Linked DNA regions of Mus musculus: region 1 is linked to region 2. A link is a contact called in public Hi-C data. All regions are on one chromosome and are shown on one strand. The core of a region is the stretch at or near the end of the contact, and the rest is flanking DNA. Distances in the headings are between cores, read along the strand shown.

What was found. A called contact is a pair of places that touch in the nucleus more often than the background predicts.
Region 1: a Hi-C map of trophoblast stem cells shows a contact between it and region 2, with 1.5 times the contacts expected there. The contact joins two enhancer-like sites. A contact is called at or near these places in 8 of 484 Hi-C or Micro-C datasets (the G1E-ER4 cell line, differentiating embryonic stem cells, embryonic stem cells and 3 more) and 1 of 9 other capture datasets (liver).

What each region holds. Positions count from the first base shown.
Region 1 is chr16:97,869,549-97,874,592 of GRCm38.p6, reverse strand. C2cd2 (C2 calcium-dependent domain containing 2) reads left to right here. Exons shown (of 14, transcript NM_174847.2): 12 at 4,313-4,440. Among named protein-coding and RNA genes, the nearest start is that of Mir6964, 5.2 kb to the left of the region's middle. Within about 2 kb of position 1,717, at least 22 of the 459 cell types and tissues checked have an H3K27ac peak or open chromatin away from gene starts, as enhancers often do. A contact at or near this core is called in trophoblast stem cells, where this site is marked.
Region 2 is chr16:97,684,560-97,689,503 of GRCm38.p6, reverse strand. No RefSeq gene overlaps it. Among named protein-coding and RNA genes, the nearest start is that of Gm41512, 16 kb to the right of the region's middle. Within about 2 kb of position 3,378, at least 33 of the 459 cell types and tissues checked have an H3K27ac peak or open chromatin away from gene starts, as enhancers often do. A contact at or near this core is called in trophoblast stem cells, where this site is marked.

The DNA.
Region 1 (5,044 bases), core at 468-2,967, 190 kb before region 2:
CACCTTCTAAAGGTTCCACAGCCTCCCAAAATAGTGTCATTGGCTGGGGAACAAGTATTCATAACATGAGCCTATGGGAGACATTTGATATCTAAGCCATGGTATTGCATCCTGGCTGGCTCCAAAGGTTCACAGTCATCTTATAATGCAAAATACAATTAGTTTAACTTTAAGAGTCCCCATAAACTTAATAGTTCCAACACTGTTCAAGGATCTGAGTGTAGAGTTTTGTTTTTGAGATTCAGGGATGTCACTTAGTTGTGAGCCCCTGTAAAACCAAAAGGAGAGTTAGATATTTCCAGACTGCAAGGGTACAGAGTAATCGTGCCCATTCAGAATGGAGAAATGGGGGGATGGGAGGAAATTTTAGACTAGAGGGAAACTGAACCATATCAGGGCACTGAATGCTGTAGTCCTGTGTTTGGCATTTAATGCATGTGGTGGAAATGATTGGAGTACCAATAGACACAGACAATTCCACTCCTGCACATTTGCCATTTGCAGCCCATGTGGCCTGTCTCTTGGGCTAACTCCACTTATTACCTACAGCTTTCCTTGGGACATGTCTTATGGTCCTGGCATTGACAACATCCTGGGGTCTCTACTGCAGCTTAGGCTTCATCCTCAGAGATTCTGCCCAATGAGATGCTCCCCACAGGAAACCTGAAATGAATAGTACTTGGCCCTACACACTTTCCTTAATTTAGGTGCAACCCTGTATGATCCCATAACACCTGTTTACTGCATGCTTGAAAACCTAGCACTGAGTGGACAACCCTACGTTTCACTGATCACTTGATAGGTAGCTAGGCCTTCCTAGTATCATGACCACAGTGACTTCTAAGTGCCTAGATGAGTGAACCTGTGACACATTTCTCTATGAAGCCTCATTCAAGTATCTTTCGAATGAATACATAGTTTTATATGCTGGAGGCATCAGGGGTCTCACCAATTCCTGAAATATCCTGAGAGCATCCTTCCTACATCCTTGTACATACTATTTGACTTCTTCCTAATGGTGCTTAAATAACCATGGCCACACCTGCCACTTGCTTTGGCAGTTTGAGATACTCTTCTTTCCTAACCAAGCACTTCATTTTTCATGTCTTTCTGCTCTAATTTCTATTCTTACACCCCACTGTAAGACTGGCTAAAGCAGCCAGTAGTAACCATGCCATGGCCTGAATGCTGCACTATAAATTCTGCCTCTTTATAGTCCTAGAACATAGGTAAACTATAGGCAAATTCTGTGCCAAAATGTAACACAGATAGTTTCTAATCCTGTTCCCAGTGGAGTCCTTGTTCCCATTCCAAACTCACTGTTTCTCTCAGCACTCAGGTCTTCCATACAACCACAGGAATAAGTCTAAGGTCTAATTACAGTATTCTAGAACCTTTCTTCCTATTCAAAAATATTTTTATGTTTTGATTCAATGTATTTTGATCATATCCGTGATCACAACTCCCCAGTCCCCATCTTCTCAGACCTCCCCCAACACAAACCCTCCCACCTCATGTCTCATTCTGTTTTGTTTTGTTTTTTTAATAAACTGAGTCCCTACATGTATGAGGGGCCATCCACCAGAGCATGGTTAACCCACCAGTGACTACAATCCTTCCTGCCCCGAGCAGCCATCAACTCCCAGTAGCCCTTCCGCTATGAACAGAGCGATGAACCCGCTCATGCATGTGGAATGTTGCCTGGCTTGATCTTGTGCAAGTAATCACTCCTGCTGTGCTTCCTGCGTACCAAGGCTGTTTCATATCCAGGGCACAGCAGTGTACAGCCCTCTTTCCTGGCCTCTAGCTTTTTCCTCCTCTGCTTCCAGAGTATTCCCTGAGCCTTGGGGAGGTGGTTTATTCTCAGAAAATTTTCTTTTATGAGTCTCTGCATTGACCACTGCCAAAGGAGGCTTCTCTGACAAAAGTTGAGGTTGACACTAATTTGAATGAGAACAAATATTTCTGACCTCTATCCATTTAGCAAAGCAACAATAGACAGTTCCTCCCAAGCTTGGGCTTTTGACCAAGTTTATAGGATCAGGAGTCAATTCCTTCCTGTGCAGCTGACTTCAAATCCAAAAGGCAGAAGGTTACCCCGTAGTAGTCATGCCGCTATTGCACTAGTCATACATCTTGCCTGTCAGGTCAGTACAGAAGAATGCAGAGTTTCTGCTGTGTAAGCCCACTGATTCTTTTTCTCCCCCAGCTGCCTGCATAGCACCTTCTAGCAGGGAGGAAGTTTTCAGGTCAGTTCCAGCTTTCTCTATGTTCTAACTGAAAGTGTGTTGTGTCTTCAACAGTAGGTCTTACCTTCTAGTTTCGGTGAGCCACAAGAGCAATGGCAATAGCCTGTGTCATTTTGTGAGCCTCCAGGGCTTCTTCAGGGGTTTTTCTAGTTCACATATCCAAATTTTTCCACCATTCCTTCCACAAGTCAGTTCCAAAGGCCCAAACCACATAGGTTTCACAGAAGCAACAACCCACTTTTGTACCAATTTTTCTGGATTAGTAATTTTGTATATTCTGTATCGCTATGACAAAGGGATCTGGCAGAAACATTAAAAGGGAGAAAAGGATTGTTTTAACTCACTTTTTTAAGAGTAAATGCATGGTAGCCAGAGTTTGTGACAGAGCCTGCTCATATCATGGGTAACCAGGTAGCAGAGAGGAAGTTCAAGGTTCCATCCCTAAATGTATTACAGCCTCCAGAGTAGCACCACCATCTCAGAAGGCCCCTAAACACTGGCCTCTCAGAGACATTTCTCATTCAAGCTGTGACAGTTCCAATTCTGTATTTTTGGATTATTTTCAGATAATCAAAATCTTGAACAGGTATCTTCCTGTCTAGACGTCAGTGTGAGGACCTGAGCTTAATCTGCAGTACCCACCTAAAAAGCAAGGAGTGGTTGAGCAAGCACTCCTTTAAGCCCAGCTCTGGGGCCAAGTGTGTAACTGTAGAAACCAGACCCTGTGACCTATGGCCATGGCTGATGTCCTGCTCCTAAAACAGCTTTATTGTCCTGGTTCCTTCATTTGCTTCTGCAGTTCTGGGAATCAATCACAGAGCCTTGTGCATGCTATGCAAGTGCTGTATCATTGTTACACCCTGGATCCCTTTTTGTCATGTTTCATTTTACCTTAGCAGAATAATATAAGCTATAAGTACAAGCTCTCTGGAGGAGAGACCCCTCTCCACCTAGCCACCTACCCGATGACCTGGCATCTTTTCAAGTGGAGATTTTTTTTTTTAAAGAAAGAAAAAAGAACTCACCTGATGGAGCTAGGGATGAGCAAATGACAAAACACGCAGGCTCTGTCAGCAGTACTTAATACTTTTATGACACAGGAAGGGCCAGCTCTTAATAGCTTTATTGGCTTCCTTGGATTCATATTCTGTGTCAGCCACTTTTGGAGGGAGGAGGAGTTATGTGCCTTTGTGAGATCCAAATTTTCCCAATGTTTAAAACTTTCTTTTCTTTTCTCCTCCTCCTCCTCCTCCTCCTCCTCCTCCTCCTCCTCCTCCTCCTCCTCTTCCTCTTCCTCCTCCTCCTCCTCCTCCTCTTCCTCCTCCTCCTCCTCCTCCTCTTCCTCCTCCTCCTCCTCCTCCTCTTCCTCTTCTTCCTCCTTCTCCTCTTCCCCTCTCTCTCTCTCTCTCTCTTTCTGTATATATGTGTATGAGAGAGAGAGTAAGAATGAATGAATGAATGAATGAATGAATGAATGAATGAATGTGAGGGTCAGAGGACAGCCCACAGGAATCTGTTCTCTCCTTCCCCCACTGGGTCCAAGGAATCAAACTAAGGTTAGATCATTAGACTTAGTGCCTTTTCTTCCCGCCCCACCCCGCAACCGCTCCCGAGTCAGGGTTTCTCTGTGTAGCCCTGGCTGTCCTGGAATTCACTTTGTAGACCAGGCTGGCCTCGAACTCAGAAATCTGTCTGCCTCTGCCTCCTGAGTGCTGGGATTAAAGGCGTGTGCCACCACTGCCCGGCCATAGTGCCTTTACTTCCTGTACCGTTTCCTCTGCCCACAATTTATTAATTTTTTTTGTCTGCTGACCTTTGCCATTTTACGTAGCCCTCTTAAAGTTTTACCAGAACCAGGCCTTGCCTGTTCATTTACAGGTGGCTCCTAGCTGCTTCTACTTTATGGGGAGATGAGTTGAAAAAACCTCAACCCCTTATTTTCTCCCTCCTTCCAAATGCTTGCCAACCACTGCTTATAGACTGTTCCTGCCCCTGTGCTATGGGCGATCGCTTGGCGCTTGTGAGGTTTGCTACTGAACTCGGTGCTACTTTCCTTCTGGCAGAACTGTTGGTGCTGAATGGCTCAGACCCTGTGGCTGAAGTCGCCATTCGGCAACTCAGCGAGTCCTCAAAGCTGAAACTCAAGTCCCCACGGAAGAAAAGCACCATCATAATTTCAGGGATCTCCAAGGTAGGTGAGGGCAGCAGCAGGAGGTGGGCCTCTGTCAGCATAGTTTCCCAGTTCCCCATTCATCCAGAAGGTCCCCTCTGCAGAGCCCAGTATGGTTCCTTCCCATGAGAGAGTTGGTTACCTCTGGGGCCACAGAAATCCTTTGTCTTGCTGATACAGGTAGGTAGCAGCTGCCTGCTGGGTGATGCTCTGGGGCTTGAGAGCTTGGCTAGTCATTTCTAGAAGGACGACTAAGATAGAAATAAAAGCACATGTAAGACACCCCTGTGGTGAAGTCTCTGCCTAGCTGCCTCCCAGGGTTACTTTTTCTGTGAGATTACTCATTTCTAAAACATTTAAATATTTTGCAAAAAAATATGTGTATTTCTTTCTGTTATCTGATAGAAATAAAGATTATTCTACAAAATGTTCCAGTTCAGTTCCCCTGTTCTTCTACTCTGTGGTATCTTCATGGAGCAGAAGGTGGGAGTGAACTGCCTCTGATGGCAGCCGTGCCATTGGGCTGCAGAACAGGCTAGATCTTCAGTTTAAGGGGTCATGCAAAAAAAAAAAAAAAAAAAAAAAAATCTTGGTTCTTTCTAGACGTTTCCAAATAGGCAGATGG
Region 2 (4,944 bases), core at 2,129-4,628:
GAACATGCTTTTACCCAGCACAGCTTGTGGAAATGCCTCCCTTCTGTTTTCTTTATGGGGAGTTAAGAGGAGGCAGGGGACAAAAAGTAATGCCCCCCCCCACTCGCCTGAAGGCAGCAGCCATCACACCTGCTCTGTCACTCCAGTATAGAGACTCTTTTCTGCCCTTATCTTCTAGGCTACCATAAGCATGATCCTACCTTAGACTTACTACCTCAGTCACAGTTACATCCACAATGGTGACACCATGACCCACAGAGACTTGCTCTCTAAGTGCCCTTGTCGTTGACCTAGCACCTCTGATTGTGAGGTGCTAGGTCAACATGGAGGTCATTAACTGGTGGCTTGTACCACCATTTGGGATGAAGATAATGTCCGTCAGTAGCCTGCAGCCTCTCCTTGTCCCCATAACAGCTAGTCTGTGTCCTTCTATACCTTCGGTCCTTTGTGAATTCCACCCCAGCATCATGCCCAGATCTCTTTTGTCTGTCTGTCTCTGAGACTCACTTTCCCTAGCAGAATATGCTGTGCAGCTTATTGGTTTAAGTATTAAAAGATGGCCAACCTCTCCTTTTGTACTCTTGAGAACTCTGAGGTACCCCACAGGGCCAGCTCGCTCTAAGAGTGTCACAGATAGAGCTCTAGAGATTTTGCTGTGGGAAGCAAAACCCTAAGAGAGAACTACAGAGAGAAACAGGCTATACCAAGTCACCATGTTACCTACATGTCACACAAAGGACATCAGGATAGCCATAGAGGAGTTGCCTGACTGAGCTCAGCCTAGCCCACAGCTCATGAGGGAGTTTGTATAATGGCTGTTTTCCCTGTGAGGTTTTCAGGTGACTGTCACATGTACTTTCTCTCTGATCTAGTGTCAGATGCTGCTCCCTGCAGTCCCTCATTCTACTGTGCTGGTCCCTTGCTGCTCAGACAGTGTGTGTTTCACAGATACTCTAAGTGTCTGGAGGATGAGTGGAAAACTGTAGACACTAGGTAAAAACGTCTTATGAAGGAAGGATATAAGGGAAAGAGGAAAGGAGACAAGGAGAGATGAGGGGAAGCAGGTCACCTGAGAAGGACTGGGCTGGAGCTCAGGGCAGAGTACCCGACTGGCATGCCGGAGGCTCTAGTTACATCTCTAGCACCACAGACAACAGCCAATCAAACACATGGCAGGCTGCCCAACATACCATAGAAGACCCATAAAATAAATTTCACATTCCACAAATGCCCTTTGCAGTGAGCAGGGCTGTGTGTGAGAATGGAGGTGAGGAACAGACGGCTCTACTCACTTAGCCTTGCTTGGGCTGGCCTGGCTCTAATCTGAGGTGTCCACATAAGCTGTCCTTTTGACATTCCAACGTTTCAACTGTCTTTCCCTGGTTCAGGATGATAATAAGAAGGGAAACCTCATGTCTCCTCATATTAGCAAGAGTACCTAGTGAGACAAGTCTCAGCCACAGCAATGCTATGCCACTGTTGGGTTCAGGGGTAGAGAACATCCTAGGAGGAAGCTCACCCAATGCTGTTTTTTTTTTTTTTTTTTTTTGAGCTGAGGTTCTCCCACATGATGCTGGTACTGGAGAACACTGGAAATTAGCTTACATATAGATTCTTGCCCAGCCTTAGGCAGACTCAAAACACCTGATGGGAACATACATGTGTCAGCTGGCCCTTTCGAGTCTGTTGCTGATGGCTCCAGGACCACCCTGTGTAAACTGCTCTCTGGGAACCTATCCTTTTTCAGAGTTCTATGCTGTTGAAGATGGTGGGAGGGAATGCCCTGGGAGCCAGCCAATGGGTTCATTTTCAGGAAGTTGCCCACCTTGGGCTCCTTTCCCAGGGCCCGCATGTGGCTGCTTGCACCATGATTCCCTAGAAGACAACTCCTAGGAATCATGAGGTCAGAGGGTCATGTCACTACAGAGGCTCTAGTGCCTCTTCCTGCTCTTTCCTCCTACCTTTGCCACCACAGAGGAGCACAGTGCATGGGCCAGGGTAAGAAGGATGAAGAAGGGCTCATAGAGTTCCACAAGGTAGGGCAAGGGATCTCTGTGACAAGCATGGACACCAGCTCACATTTGTCCTACCGTTTTATATCCTGCCTTCTGTATCCTGGCTATAAATGATGGCAGAGCTAGGCTTTGTTACAGAGGCATGACAGAGACATCCCTGGATAGGTTGGCAGATGGATGAATGAGTGGGTAGGTGGATGGAGATTTAATGGAAGGTAGAGAGGTAAATAGATGGAGTAGAGTGGGTAGATACATGGGTAGATACTAATTAAATGGATGAATAGTTGGTAGATTCATGGATGCTGGAAGGATTGAAGGGTGAATAGGCAGATGAGAAATGGGGAGTAGGTTATGGATGGGTGAGCAGGTGGATGATAGGTGGTTGAATGTGCAATTCTCACCTATGGGGTCTGAGGCTTGGGTTTAATGCTCACACTCTTGCCAGTCTATCACTGTGGAGGTAGAATGCCTAGTGAAGGGTGTTATCTGGGAGGATTGAATATGATAGGAAGAAGATGTGAGGGGCAGGAGAAGGATGATGATGTGGTGGGTGGGAAGACAAAGCAACAACACGGTGGAGGGAGACAGAGAAGGGGATAAGGAAAGCGGCTAAAGTAAACTGAGTCTAGTCGCTTTGAAGTTTCCCCCGTTGCAAGCCCAATTATGTCTAATAACAGCTTGCAGCAACTTGGCACCTTTCCCCTGGAGCTCAAAGCCTTCCCTGACATTCTTCAGAGGGAAGAGGAGGTGTGTTATTACTGTCACCAGTTAATAATGAATAAATGAGATCCAGGGAAGTGGAGGAGCCCAAAGTTACAGGCTTCTGGATCAGGGGAGGGACTAGTCAGAAGAAGCATATCTCTCTACAGCCTGAACATTGCCAGACCTTCTGAGTTACATACCTGCCTTGCCTGAGCTTTCCCAGGGCCAGTGAGAGAATCAGAATTTGTAAGTCACAGATTGCCATGAAACACTGTGAGTTTGCAGCTATGACAAGCTCTTTCACCAAGTCTGTCCTAAGCCACTGGTTGCATCAAAGCTAGGACCATCTGAGGGCGAATTTGGATTGTAGGGGCCAAGGTTACTCTTTGGGAAATGACCCAGGGTCCATGAGGCATGATACAGCCTCCTAGAAACCTGTAGGCTTTTCTTCCTTTCTTGCACAGGTACTCATGGCTTCAAGAAGCTTGGCTCCTCTGATCTCAACTTCTCATCTTGTCCCTCTCTTTGATGAGTGGGTTCCACTATTCCATGGGACCCACCCCTTCCCAGTCTGCTCTTCTAAATCTCTCTTCCCTGCAAGCACTTAACCACAGTCTTCTCTGTCACCAGGTCAGGGGCTGTGGGTTCTGCTGGAGGACAGAGGTAGGTGGTTGGCATTCCTGGCACCTGAGTCATAGGTAAACTGTTAAGGCAGCTCCACCCAGCAGCCCTGCTCCCCCTCCTTGTGAAAAACAACCAGAGCAAAGCAGCCAAGAATGTCCCTGAAGGGCCAACTTATGGGTGTTGTTTTTTGGCTTCCTTTCTAGAAGCACTCTTTGTATCTTTATTGAAATGAGAAAAATGTAGTGTTATTGATCTTCAGTGGCTGCAGGGAAGTCTTGTGCAGACTGGCACAGGGCTGTTGATCATCTGGGCCTGGGGCAAGGAGTCACTGAGGGCTCTTCCTGAGTGTTCCCAGGCTCTGCTGCTGAGCATCTGGTAAACACAAGCTACTGGAGTGCAAGCTGTGAGCAGAGGGTGAAGGTGGTTCATAGACCAACGTGCATGGACTCCATGAGGCACATGGGTCTTTCTGTTTCAGTAGTGATCTGGAGCCACATGGAAAGACCCCATACTCTAGATATGAACACTGCAGTGCTTGTTAGGCAAAAGATTGACCCATCCATGGAAGATACATGGGTGGGAGATGATATATGGATGGTGGATGATAGATGGCTGATACGTGGATGATGAATGACTGGTGGATAGATGGGGAAATGGATGAAGGAATGGATGGTCATAGAAATAAGATCCTGGGTAATGAGGAGATTTGGGATTCTGCCAAATTCTCATTTGTAGCAGGGTGTTCAATGAAATGTTTATAAAGGCCAGGCTTCAGTATGAACTGTAGATGGAATTGCCTGTACTTCTTTCTGCTCAGCAGCCTACCCAAGACCTGAGCATGGAAGGGTAGGCAACAGAACGGGTAACATTGGTGGCCAAGGGAAGAAGGGTACTCAAAAGGATGAGCGGCCTGAGAGCAGGGTAGAGTGGCCTTTCGTTCCATGGCTCTCTGCCTGCTTCTCATGCCAGCTGCACCAGCCAGGCTGGCATTCCTGAGAGTCTAACCTGGGTTCAGCCCTGTTGTTTTGACAGGGCCTTCAGGTGACCCAATGATATCTGTCCTTTCACTGGATGCCTTTCATCCAGTGCAGAGAGCTATGAGTATCCTGCCATCTTACAACTGACACAAAACCAAGGCATCTAGAGTGGGCCCTTTCAAACTGCTCTGACATGGTGAGCTGCCAGTGAAGGCTTTGGATCAGGATGGGAGGAGGGACTGGAGGGAGCCCTGTCTTTGGTCACTGGTTCTCTGGAGTGGGCAGCTAGTAAAGACTGAGAAGAAGGTGCTAAGTGCAGCCTGCCCAGCCAGGCCTCCAAGCCTTCTTATGTAGCCGCTGACACCTACACAGGCCTATAGTAGCACTCCCTGTCAGAGGTAGAGAGGCTTCTATCTACAAGCGAATGAACAGAAGCTTTGAGTTCCCCAAATGGCCTGGCAACTGGAAGTGTTCAGAGCTTCTGGAAGCTATAGAGTATGGCAAGGACATCACTATTTTGTCACAGTTAAAACAGGACGAATGGTGAGGTCAGATTGCCATCCACAGCACAGAGGGAGAACTTGAATTCCCAAACTCTGACTACCTTTTGTGCTTGTCCATATTCT